Linked DNA regions of Mus musculus: region 1 is linked to region 2. Evidence: chromatin contacts called from public Hi-C data. All regions are on one chromosome and are shown on one strand. Each heading gives the region's core, a stretch centred on a gene start, on an enhancer-like site or on the middle of the called end of the contact. The rest is flanking DNA. Distances are from core to core; before and after follow the strand shown. Region 1 has its middle 13 kb from the start of 1700063D05Rik. Region 2 overlaps Gramd1b (GRAM domain containing 1B).

Region 1 (6,606 bases), core at 496-2,995, 790 kb after region 2:
TTTTAATGCCACTTCAAAATTCAGCAGGTAGACTGAGGTTGTAGGTTGTTTGACAGGATGCTGGCTTAGTATGCACGAAACCCCGGGTTCGAACTCTGACACCACATAAAGCCACACATGATGGCATAATCCTGTAACCCCACAACTTGCAGGGTGGACAGAAGGATTAAGAGTTCAAGGCCATACTTGGCTATAGAGCAGGTTTGAGGCCAGTTGAGTGAGGAGATTATATCTCAGACCAAACCAAACCAAACCAAACCAAACCAAACCAAACCAAACCAAACCAAACCAAACCAAACCAAATGGGTGGAATCAGCTAGTTACTTGTTTATGATTCTGTAGTTTGTACTGTGCTTTGTCAGCGATGGATCATCTGTTCCATGCTGTCTGCTGGGGTAGCTCACCAAAGAGTCCAGGATCCAAGCAGGTCCCACTCTCATGGCTGGTACCTCAGCTGGTCCAGCTATAAAATGCAGGGGCACCCTGGGCCTCCTACCTTCCCTTTATCCTCCAGGATGCTCTGTCTGTATAAAGCCTCTTTGTTTAGACTTCTGCACCGTGGTGGCAGTCATCCAAGAAGATGAAAGTGGAGACTACCAGCCATCGGGAGGTCTGGGGCCAAGTGCAGTAGTGCCATTTGGGAACTTTCTACTGGCACAGCAGGTCACAAGAGCAGTATAGATTAAAGGAAATGAGACACAGCCTCCGTCTGTATGAGTTAACAGGACATAGTTGTATCTCATGTTCTGGATATTGCAACAGGAGACAAAGAATATGGTCAGATTTCTTTCTCAAAAGAGTTAACGTGTCACCACAAAGGAAGTCAGACACACACATTGAGCAGAGTCGGATCAATCCCTGAGCTCTGGAGCCTGCTTCGTTAGGAAGGGGCGTGTGCAACTTAAGGAGAATTCCTGGTTGCTCAATATTAACTTGCAGTGAGACAGGACCCACCTTTGGAATGCTGTGTCTCCCTCCTTGGAGAACTTGAACTCAGAGCACAAAAATAAACCAAAACCAAACAGAGGGATGTTTATGCAGCAAGGGATACAAGCTTCTCTCTGCCAGTTTTTAATAATGGCTAGTTAGTAATATGCATGTTTGTGTATGTGTATGTGTGTACGTGTATATATATATATGCATGCATCTGTGAATTCATGCATGCATGCATGTTTAAGTATCAGTGTTCATGTATGTATGCATGTGTATATGTATGTATAAGGATGTATGTATTTGTGCATATATGTATGTATACTTGTATGTATGTTTTCTTGATATTGGGTCTTACCCTATGCCAGACCCAAGCTTTCTTGGAACTCACTATATATGTAGCCTGGGCTAGCCCTTGACCTTGTTGTAGTCTGCCTTCAACCTCTCAGATACTAGGATTACACATGTGAGTCACCCTGCTCAGCTTGTTTAAGGAAGTGTGTGTGTGTGTGTGTGTGTGTGTGTGTGTGTTTCCAGGCTCTTTTCATCTGGTAGCAAAGTCGCAGCAGGGTGGCTAATTTTCTTGGAAGGCAGCTCGGCCAGCCATTATACCTCCACTCTAGAATCCATCTTCTTTTTACAGTAGCTGCTGTAAGATGTGATGTCTGAGCAGGCCTGATAGACCACTTTACAGTAAATAGCCTCCTGTCTTAACATCTGCGGGGAACAATCTCCAGCAACCTTCTTTCCTACCAAAGAGCAAGAGTGTTTTGTCTTACATTGGCTCGCACCGTGCTCTGAGCGCCTCCTTGTGGCCAGATACAGGCACTGCCTCTCTGGAAGCTCAGCCTTAGATTCCTCTCCCTGTGCACAGAGTGTTGGAGGCCTATACAAAAAAGAACAGTCTGTTTGCCAAAGGAATGTGTCTGTGCAACACATATATCTCAGCACGATGCTGCACGGAGAGGAAAACCTTGCGGCTGCCAGCTCACAAAGCTCACAGCTCAGCATCCCTCCCTTCCAGCACCAGCCGCTATGCCTACTCCAATCACAGTAAAAACATATATTTTTTTTCTTTTGGAAGGAGTAAAAGTATAAACCGGCAGAAAAAGCTCGTGGATCTAAGAGCTGATTTGCATTTGAGGGACAGATTTAAAAAAAATACTGTCACTGTAGACCTCAGGGTGTCAGAAACCCTGGAGAGAATTTTTTTAACATTGTTTAGTTTTTGAGAGGGACTCTCACGAAGTCTGGCCTCCAGCTATCTGTGCTGTCAAGGATGACCTGAATTCTGATCGTCCTTCCTTCACCTCCCAGCAGTGCTGGGGTCACAGGTGTGTGGCATCACACCTGGCTTATGAGGGACTGAAGATTGAGCCCAGGACGTCACGAGGGCTAGGCAAGCACTGTCAATGATGCCACATCCACAGATCTCAAATACAGTCCCATAAACTGGCTCCCAGGAGGAGGAATGTCTCCGAGTGCAGGACGTACACAAAGAGACTCTGAGGAAGGAGCAGACAGCATTTGCATCTTGTTTTTCAGTTTCACAGAGCCATTAACACCCCCTCCACCCCCAGCAACTGTGACTCATATGTTCGCGGCAGTACTATCCAGAATGTATTGTTAGGTTTAAAAACATGTAAAAAAATTTTTTCAAGTAATTCACTTCTATTTTATGTTACAAAAACATTAGCTTATGGTCCTCTGGTGGAGCCGGGGAACTGGCTATTTTCCTGGACAGCCACCTGGAAGACCCCTGCTCCATTCAACTTTGGGATATCTTGGAAACATATATGACACACATCTTTCTCTTTTTAAAATTATTTTATTGCAAAGGCTAAACAAGAAAAAGGGGAAATACATTGTAAAATCCAATTAGTGCAGCATTACTTTAAATCAAAGTCACATTTTCATTTAAGACTCTAGCGAGCCTTAGCTTAGCTGGGGACCCCCTGAGTGAACCACACAGAGCTGGGAATCGATGCAGAAAGCAAGAGGAGTTGATTGTTCCAGCACTTTGGGGCCGCCCTACACCCAAAGAAGAGATGGTGACCCTTCTCCCCCACCCTCCAAGCCTGTTTGGTGAGTCTTTCTACAGTTTTACAGAGCAGTAGCCATTAGGCACAATGTGATTGGCAGGAGAGTGTGAGTTTTAAATTGATTGGTCTCTGGGGAATGAGGAGGCACGATCTGTCCTGTGGAGTGTGTTTACCTGGTCTAGGCCTCCCCCACCTGCAGAACTGTTTCTGAGTGCTGGGTGCAGGACCCACAGCTTCACTTGTACTGAGAGCTTCAGCACTGCCCCACATCCCTAGCCTGAGAGAAGCCTCAGGCCTATGTTAAAGAGATGGCCAAACCCATGGCTGAACTTGAGCTGAGATCTATAATGGATCTGCAGGAGGCTGCCCAGACCTTTCTCCCTCCCAACGTGCTGAGTGTCCCTTTTGACAACAACTAGAAAAGAGTGAAGTCTTTCATGGTGTTTGCAAGTTTGCAGCTTTGACCAGAATTTCGTCCTTAGCTTCTGACATTACAGTGAGGCTGTGATGCTGACCTCAGGAGATTCTTAGGCACGGTCACATGGTACCCAAGAAGATGCTATGACGTCAGCAGTCATTGTCTCTATCCACTGACTCCAAAGGAGACCTGACAGCCTTCCTTCTCTGGTCCTCCTTTCCTGAGAGTCAATTTATTGCTGACAGTCAAATATTAAAAGTTGAGATGGAAGAAATAAAAGCCATTTCCTCACTTCAGAGAAACCAGCAAGTATCCACAGAAGATGGCAGGGTGAGAGAGGAAACAGAGAAAAGCAACTGCGGAGAGAGGTAAGGGGTCACTTCATGTTAGAGGCACAAAGGCCTGTAGAGGGGGCATTAAGGGAAACCACGAATGGTAAACCCACTGGGGCCTCTTCTCGAAGGAGGAGATAAATGGTGGTCTTCATGTCCAGAAGGCTGGCAGTGGATCTTCTGAACAACCTGGTGACCTTTCTGTTGTCTTTAGAGGCAGACCTCACCCAAACTCCCCTAATGGTTATTCCAGACTCTTCCCTCCCTGGACCCGATCTTAAAGTGAATGTTACAAGTACTCTGTGTTCTGATGACCTCTGTGCTATCCGTCAGAGACCGTACTAGATTCTAGGTCTCTTAGCTATAAAACCCACCCTCATGGCCACACATACTTCATAAAGGAGTTTCTATACAGTCACCCCTTCAGCTTTCTTGTGCCTCTGGAATCGGACTGATTGGACTGATTGTTGCCTAGCGACCGTCCCTCCCTCATTAGTCACTAAGAAAATCCCCTACAGTCTTACTTACAGCTCCATGTAATGGGGGCATTTTCTCACTTGACGTTCCTTCCTCTCCGATGACGCTAGCTTGTGTCAAGTTGACAGGAAATCAGCCAGCGCACCTGGGAACTGACCAAGTCAGTCTGGTTTTGTTTCTGCCCTTCTCTTAAATGTTCAGTCTCTTTGCCACCTTTCCTGTCCCCGAACTCGAGCCAAGGCGTCTCATGCTGCCCCTGAATCAGCACAGTTGCCCCTCATCCTGTGACAGCCAAGCCAGCTGCTCTGCCAGCTCTGGGGACACCAATGGGTAGGGGCAACCTTAGGTTCCTCTGCCTGTGTGCAGTGGTGAGTCCTAGTGAAAAGACACTAGTGGGTGCTTGCTCTGCTGGGTGGGACATGGGTAAAGAAAACCCCGGGTCTTTTACGTTTCCTGCTCTTAGGGTGAGAGCAACAGGTTTCTAAAGAATACATGATGTGCAAACCACAGTAAATAGAGCAAAGGAAGACAGATGTAGGGAAACACGCCTGCAGAAAAGCACCTACCATCTCAGCCCAGAGAGGTTGAGGCTTGGGGAATCATGTGTTCCAGGGTAGCCTGGGCCACACAGAAAGATCTTGACTAAAAAGCCAAACCAGACAATCAAGATGTACAATACATGAGGGCCCACCTGGGTCTCTTGCTGTCTGCTTTGGAGAACAGATCCACCCTAGGCATGCCTGTCTGTCCCAGTGCTTTCCTGTCACCCAGGAGTTAACTTGGCTGTGCAGTGTCCTACCCTCGAAGATTAACAGCAGGGGTGCAAGTGAAGGATGGCTCCTCAGTGTGCAATGCACAGAGCCATGACCAGGGCGCAGTCCCCAGCAGTCAAAGAGGAAACACTTTTAACTCACCTCAGACACGGGAAAAGGCCAAGCAATTACTTAGTTTAATAACAGGATCCTATATCATATATTTTAGAAGATTCCTACCAAATAAATTGAAAACATGGCTGGAGATGTCACTCAGCAGTAGGGTACTTGCCTGTTGTGGTATGGACCTATGGGTTTGATTCCTAGTATTAAAAAACAATTGAATGAATGAATGAATGAATGAATGAATAGACAAACGAATGCATACACAAATAATATGTATATGTAATGTCATGATCATTGTGTGTAGTCATGGTAGCCACTAGTATGTGTGTGTGTTTCTTGTTTTAATTGTGAAAAGAAGGTTTACGTAGTCTATACCAGCTGCTAATTTACTCTTCAGCCAGTGATGACCTTGAGCCCTTCATCTGCTGCCCCTACTTCCTGAGTGCTGGGATCACAGGTATGTGTCACCATGCCAGGTTGGCTCTTAGGGTTTATTTACTAATTCTTGAGAAACAGTATCTCTGTGTAGCTGTGGCTGGCCAGAGGCTCCCTAGAGAGACGAGGCTAGGCTTGAACTTGCCTCCCCCCTGCCTCTGCCTCCTGGGTACTGACATTACAGCCTGCATCCCTGCACCAGCTTTAAGGTGGTTTAAACATAAAGGCATTTTATCCCCATTTCTCATCCACGTGAAGATGACTGTGGAGCAAGGTGCCTTCTAACCCCTCATGCATTTCCCTCACACTTCCCTCCTCCTTGTCTCATCCCTTTGGCCCCTACAGGTTTTCTTTGGTTTCTTCTTTCTGGCTCTCCATATTTTCCCCCAACTCCACACTACATGGCATGCTAGGTCTGGCCAGATCTGAGTCTCCAGGGATCCTCCTGAGCCAGAATCTTCAGGCAGTGTGTGTGTGTGTGTGTGTGCGTGCGTGCGTGTGCGTGTGCGTGTGTGTGTGTGTGTGTGTGTGTGTGTGTGTGTGTGGGTGTGGGTGTGGGTGTGGGTGTGGGTGCATGTGTAGTGACAGGTACACAACACCACATAGCTCTTTTATAATTTTAAAAAATATATATTTAAAAATATTTTTTAAAAAACCCTGTTGTTACCTTTCCGACTGTCATTTTGAAGATCGAAGTGTTCTATAAGTAGCCCTGATCCAGGGTAGCACTCAGTGGCAGAGTATTTGCCTCGCATGCCTGAGACCCTAGGTTCGTCTCTGACCTGACTCGCTCCCCATTGTATTGGGATTGTCTCACTACTTAAGTTGTCTTGGGATTGACTTTTTTGGCTCCTCAGTCCTGGGCCTTGAGTTCCATCACATGCTTTGAAAAACAGCCATCAAAAGTCAGCGTTTGGAAACTGGCTTCACGTCCCATAAAGTGTGGCTAAAGGAAAAGCATAGCGTGGTTGGACTGGGCAGGTATCCAGATAGGAGTATCTCTTCTCTCAGCTGCCGTACCTCCCACATTGCTTCTGTGAGTGGCTCGCTGAACCCCATCTTAGATGGCAGGTCTTATGCTGATAAGGAGTGGT
Region 2 (6,685 bases), core at 1,868-4,367:
CGTGTCCAGAACACGGGCCCAGTGGGAGAGGGTCTGTGTGTTCTACGCTAGCACAGTCTCCCCTGCCTTCTCTTTGAGCCACAGTTCCATGCTGAACTCCCTCCCATTCTTCCACATCTGTCAGTGCTCTGGATGTTTGGCAAGCTTCTGTTCCTTCTGTCCTCAGACAGGGAGGATAGAGGTGTACCTGCATGTGACATCAGCTGCTGGCGCTGGAGGGGAAGGAGGGGCAGCTGGCATTGCTCCCAGAGGGATCTCTGCTTGGCTCCTTCCTTAAGGTAAAGATCACCTGAGTCAAGGATGTGGTGGCCATGTGAGTTTCCTTTCTGTCGCTGTGATCAATCACCATGACCCAAGGAACTTGGAGAGGAAAGGGTTTGTTATATCTTACAGGTTAGAGCCCATCATTGACGGAAGCCAAGGAAAGAACTCAGCGGAGAAACTGATACCGGTGCCTGAATGTATGTACGTGCCCACATCTGGAGGCGAAGGCTGATTTCAGGGGTCTTCCTTGCTCTCTCTTTTTACTTGAAGCAAGGTCACACGGAAGCTGCAAACTACTCCACTAGTCCAGCTAGCTAGCCCGTCCACAAGGATACTTCACCTCCTCTACTCAAGCACTGGGACTACAGAGAGGCGACATCCCACATAGCTTCCATGTGGATGCTAGGAATACAAACTCCAGTCCTCGCCAGACTCTGTCCATTAAGCACTCTCTCTCTCCAGCCTGCCAATGGGTGATGTTTGCTCATTGTTTTGTTTTCCTTCACAGGGTTTCTCCCTGGCTATCCTGGAACTCTCTCTCTCTCTGTAGACTAAGCTGGCTGAGAACACAGAGATCTCCCTGCCTCTGCCTTACAGTTATGGGATCAAAGATATGCACTACCACTGCCTGGATGACTTAAAAAAGAAAATACTAAAGTCAGGCGGTGGTGGCGCACGCCTTTAATCCCAGTCCTTGGGAGGCAGAGGCAGGTGGATTTCTGAGTTTGAGGCCAGCCTGGTCTACAAAGTGAGTTCCAGGACAGCTAGAGCTAAACAGAGAAACCCTGTCTCGAAACACCAAAAAAAAAGAAAGAAAGAAAGAAAGAAAGAAAGAAAGAAAGAAAGAGAGAGAGAGAGAGAGAGAGAGAGAGAGAGAGAGAGAGAGAGAGAGGGAGGGAGGGAGGGAGGGAGGGAGGGAGGGAGGGAGGGAGGGAGGGAGGGAGGGAGGGAGGGAGGGAGGGAGGGAGGAAGGAAGGAAGGAAGGAAGGAAGGAAGGAAGGAAGGAAGGAAGGAAGGAAGGAAAAGAGAAAAAAGAAAAAGAAAAAGAAAAAGAAAAAGAAAAAACTAAATTAGGGAGTCAGCAAAATTGCTCAGCAGGCTGAAGGCTCTTCCTAAACAAACCTGGAAGCCAAGTTCAAACTAGAGAGATGGAAATGAGCACAAACTCCACAAAATTACTCCCTGGCCTCACACACATGCTGTGGTATTCGTGTCCAGGCACACACACACACACACACACACACACTAGGTATTTTTAGACCTTCAGCAGGCAAAGGTCCTTGACTCAAGACTGAAAACCTCAGTTGCATCCCTGAAACCCACATGGAAGGAAAGAAGCGACTCCTGAAAGTTGATCTCTGACTACTACATGTGCACACGGATATACATTCTCCCTTCCACACATGCACACACACACACACACACACAGAGAGAGAGAGAGAGAGAGAGAGAGAGAGAGAGAGAGAGAGAGACAGAGAGACAGAGACAGAGACAGAGACAGAGACAGAGACAGACAGAGGAAAAAAAAGACAGATAGTGACAGAGACACAGAGAGATGTGATATAAAAGTTTAACTCAATCAATCAATCAATAACTAATGTAAAATGAAACCCACCCCCTAGACTGCTCCCATCCCACCTTAGGGATGATGTCATTCCTCACTATTCAGAAGAAGACATCTGGAAGCTATATCTTCCCTCCTCCATCACCAATGACTGCACCTGGACCACTGGCATACACCATGTTTACCACTCCCTGAAGTGTCTCTTTTCCTACCCTTTGGGTCTCTCCTCCTTGTCTCCCAGACACCTGGCTTCCTTACACTTCAATAGAAGCACAGCCCAGGAGAGCAGGCTGAGATTCGACTCAGCTCCGAGGACCTCCCTCCTCCCACACCCATATGTGCACATTCAGTTCCTTCAGCGCCTAAAGCAGATCTTCGAGTGTTTGTAGTGCTAGGGAAGGGATCTGAGACCTCCGGCGCACTAGGCTAAGTCCTTCTCCACTAAGTTACCCTGAATCGCCAAATGAGTACATTTTAAGCTCTGCCATCTGAACTTCACAGCCCCTGCCTCTCCTGCCTCTCCTGCCTCTCCATTGATTGGCTTATACCAAGTAGCAGTTCACACTCTGCATGCCGGAATTAAAACTCACTAATCATGGCTGCACCTAAAATTCTTCTGAACATACACAGTAAATTAATAATAATTGATACAAGCACATACAAAACACTATCCATAGATGGGGCATATCCTTATTATATGTCATCACTCATACGATGGGTTTTATTTGCACAAGACTATGAGGTGTGATTACTACACGCATTTTACAAAGGAGAAGAAGGAGGCACACAGATACCTCATGACTCCCCTCAATATTGCAAGGTATGTGCCAGAGCAATGGTTCTCAACCCGTGGGTCACGACCCTCTTGGGGGGTCAAATGACCCTTTCAAAGGGGTCACATGACAGATAGCCTGCATATCAGATATTTACATTGCTACTCATAACAGTAGCAAAATTATAGTTATGAAGTAGCAATGAAAATAACTTTATGGGTGGGGTCACCACGACATGAGGAACGTGTTAAAGGGCCGCAGCACTAGGAAGGTACAGAACCACTGTGCTAGACCTATGATTACAGCGTAGGAGGCGCTTAGCCTCCAGACTGTGCCGCCTTTCCTGCTGCACAAGCCAGAAAACCTCAGCTTCATCCCGGACAGCCTTCCAACCTGGATGTCACTCCCGGCAGCTCTATTTCTCACATTTTTAATTGGCTCCTCTTTTTCTGTCCTCACTACCGCCATTCAGAAGTAGACCATCTGGCCATGATCTCAGTGTTGCTATGGCAGTAACTCTTCTCTGTCTACCTCTGTCCTTACTGGCTTTATCGTTCTCTTTCATTCTCTACAGAGCCTTTCCTATGACTTGGCGGCTTCTTTGTTCTATGTCTATTTCCTCTCACTGGACAGCAAGCATCAAAGTAGCTAACTTGATCATGGCTGTAGACAATGCCTAGAGTGTATGGCATATAGTATATACTCAATAAATATTTAAGAGACTGGCTAGGCGAAGTGTTATCTGCTTCTAGTCCATCTGTCTGCATTCCCAAGTATTCGTTTCTCAACACATCTTGCCACACACACCTACAACCTCATCATTTGGGAAGCTGAGACAGGAGAATTGTAAGTGAGAGGCCAGCCTCATCACATAGTGGGACCACTGTTGTTGATTTTTCTTTAAGAAGACCTGGAGACAGCTAAGTTGATGAGGTGTTTACCACAGAAGCATAAAGGCCTGAGATCAGTCTCTGGCAGCCAGAAAAAAAGTCCAAGCAGGCAGACACACTTGTAATCTCAGTGCTGGAAAGAAGCCAGCCAGCCTTGCTCAGTTAGCGAACACCAGAATCGGTCTCAAAGACGGACTTCACCTCAACAAGGACACACAAGGTTGATCTCCAGACCCAACGAGCACACCTTTCTGTACCCATGCACACAAATGCATAAGGGTGAGGGACTCTAAGGCCCCGCCTTCCCCTGAGGATTTATACCTAGTTAATGGTTGCTGGAGGAGGGAAAGACATTTCCCCAGTGGTGTAGCCACTGATACGTGGCTCATAAATCTCAACAATTTTGTAAACAACTCAAATTAAACTCAATGGGCATTTTTTTTTCTTGTCTAATTCTTGTCTACCTTTACTAAGAAGGAAGATGGAAGGAAGGCAGAGAAGAAAAGGTAGGCTCCGTTGATCATGCACTCTTCAAGTGCATTAATTTTGGGGCTTCCCAGCCTCCAGAAATTTCATTAATGAACGCCTGTAATTTAAAAGGGGGAGGGCAGAGAGATCCAGGCACTCAGGGTTACTCTAGGCTACGAAGCAAGCTCAAGGCCAGCCTGAGTGACCTGAGGCTGCCTCAGGAAGCCTCTGTTTCTAAGGTTGCCCAGGGAGACACAGGGCTTTCCATCTGTCCAGATCCCTCCAAGGTTTCCTGTCAATACAGAGCACTCCGCACAGAGCATCAAAGGCCTCTCCACCGGCTCAGATAACCTTCTCTGGCCTTAGGAGAAGCCCCCTCCTAAGACAGCGGACTTAAGATCTGTGGTTCCCAAGCTCTCTCTCCCTGTTTTCTCCAGCTCTCTCGCCCCTCCATGCTGTGTGCATCCTGTTCCTTTCCCAGGAACGCTGTCCCTGAGCGCTCAGCTGAAGTGTCACCCTCCAGAGTCTTTGTGGATGCGCCTCCCAGCCTACACCCCAAGAACTGTTAAGCCACTCCTTAACTTCATTGTGCCGCAAGTCTCCTAAAAGCTAGGAAAAACAAAAGCCAAACAACAACAACAAAAGCAGTATCAGCTTGATAGGACCACAGAAAAAGTGCTATGTTAAGATAATATGTAGAGGACTCACTGCACAGATTAGAACTTAACAAGGATTCTGTGTTGTTACTGAATGTATAATTTCAAGTCCATAAATATCTTACATTTATTTGTGAGTGTGTCTCACTATTAACAAGTCTGAGGGGCGATGTCACTCCTTAGCCTGTTCACCCACCAGTGTCTGGACTTTGCATTTGCAGGTTCTCTGAAGCCCACCAACATCTTTTATCCAGATGATTTCTTAGGCACATATTTTTATTTATTCTTTGAGAATTCCATATATGCATAGAATGTATTTGGATCATATCTAGCATCCACTCCTCCACGAATGTTCCTTCTCCAATCCCTCCCAACTTCATGCCAGTGCCTCTTTGTTAGTGTTGTTATTTTATACCCCACAGAGTCCAAATTAGTGCTACCCCAGGAAAAAGGATGGGCGACCCCCACCGGAGCATGGGCAATTTTCCCTCTCCCAGCAGCTATCAACTGTCAATCACCCTCAGCTCAGTGAGGTCTCATGAGACCCTTCCGTGCCTTTGCTTCCAGGTCAGTAGAGCATAACTGTATAACCCTACTCAAGAATCAAGTCTCACTAGGAGGCAAAATGAGAGTAAAAACAACACCACCACCAACAAAAACAAACAAACCTACCACTTACTTAACACCTACTAAGTACCGAGTTTATCACCTACCAAACGCCTAGCACTTTACATACAGTATTTTAGCTAGATATTATAAACAATAGATGTTTACTAATAAAAGGGTGAGCAAAGCCAGGTACATTATAGTTACAGTTAGACATGGAGGCATGACTTTATGGTGGCATTAGGGAGGTAGAAGCAGGCATATCTCTGTGAGCACAAATCCAGACTGATCTACATGTAGCAAGTGGCAGGCCAGCTAGCGTTACACAATGAGACTGTCTCAAGTATGTAAGTAACTATGTAAGCAAGTAAATAAAGGAATGAATGAAAAAAAATGAGGAAATAAATATATAAATATATGATAAAATACTCAGTTACCACCTAGCATGATGATACATACCTGTTATCTCAGACCTCATGAGGTTCAGGCACATCTGTCACCATTGTGACATCTCAAAAGACTAACATCAAAAAGCATTTAGAGGCAGGGATGTAGCTCAGAGGGAAAGAGTTTTCTTGCCATGTAAAAAGCCCTAGGTTTGGTCTCCAGCATGTCAAATAAATAAATAAATAAATAAATAAATAAATAAATAAATAAATAAATATCCATTTAAGAAGAAATAAAGTCAGATAAGGCACAGACCTTTAATCCCAGCACTTGGAAATTGCAAGAGAAACGAGATTTCAATGTCATCCTAAGTTATACAATTACTTTGAGGTCAGACTGGCTCCCTTGAAACCTGTCTTGAAAGCAAAATGAAACAAAAAACAGGAGAAAAAAAAAGTCTTGCAAATAAAATGTGGCTGGCTGTAAGGTATTTGCTCTTACCAGTACAGCAGACCCCATCAGCAGCCAGTGCTCCTCTGCCCATCTTGGAGCTGGGCTCTAGCAGCTTGCCTGCATCCTTTGGCTATCTTATAAAGACTCGTGGCACGCATGCCTGCACACAGGGATGTTCTACATGAATGTGCACTCTAGTTGAAGGAGCAGGAAGCTGCAGCCCAGCCGTGGCATTTACATACCCGCACCTCCACTCCAGGTCTCAACTTTCCTGCTGCTGAAAGGTAACCAGGTCAGCTGAGACCACATTCTCCTGAAACTCACCCACTGCGCACAAAGGCTCCTCAGTGAAACAGCTCCTTTCCTACAATCTGTGCTTTGTTTAGAAGTCCCTGCCACTGGGAGAAATGGACTGAGTGAGTTCTGGGTACCTGAGAAACTAATTGGTCTAGTTTAAGGTGAACCTGAAGACTAATATTTCAGCTTGGCCCTGGTCTCTCCTAGAAGTAGGAAAGTGGATTAATGGTCTACACACACACACACACACACACACACACACACACACACACACACAAGTAAGTTCTCTGTTTTCCTTTTTACTGGAAACGTGGCAGGAGTGTAGAA

What was found. Hi-C and Micro-C count contacts between places; a contact is called where the count stands out from the background.
Region 1: a Hi-C map of cortical neurons shows a contact between it and region 2, with 2.9 times the contacts expected there. The contact joins two enhancer-like sites. A contact is called at or near these places in 2 of 484 Hi-C or Micro-C datasets (cortical neurons and palatal mesenchyme).

The regions. Positions count from the first base shown.
Region 1 is chr9:41,189,541-41,196,146 of GRCm38.p6, forward strand. No RefSeq gene overlaps it. Among named protein-coding and RNA genes, the nearest start is that of 1700063D05Rik, 13 kb to the right of the region's middle. Within about 2 kb of position 1,746, at least 39 of the 459 cell types and tissues checked have an H3K27ac peak or open chromatin away from gene starts, as enhancers often do. A contact at or near this core is called in cortical neurons, where this site is marked.
Region 2 is chr9:40,401,819-40,408,503 of GRCm38.p6, forward strand. The region is part of intron 2 of Gramd1b (GRAM domain containing 1B); the gene reads right to left. Among named protein-coding and RNA genes, the nearest start is that of Gm51668, 12 kb to the right of the region's middle. Within about 2 kb of position 3,118, at least 13 of the 459 cell types and tissues checked have an H3K27ac peak or open chromatin away from gene starts, as enhancers often do. A contact at or near this core is called in cortical neurons, where this site is marked.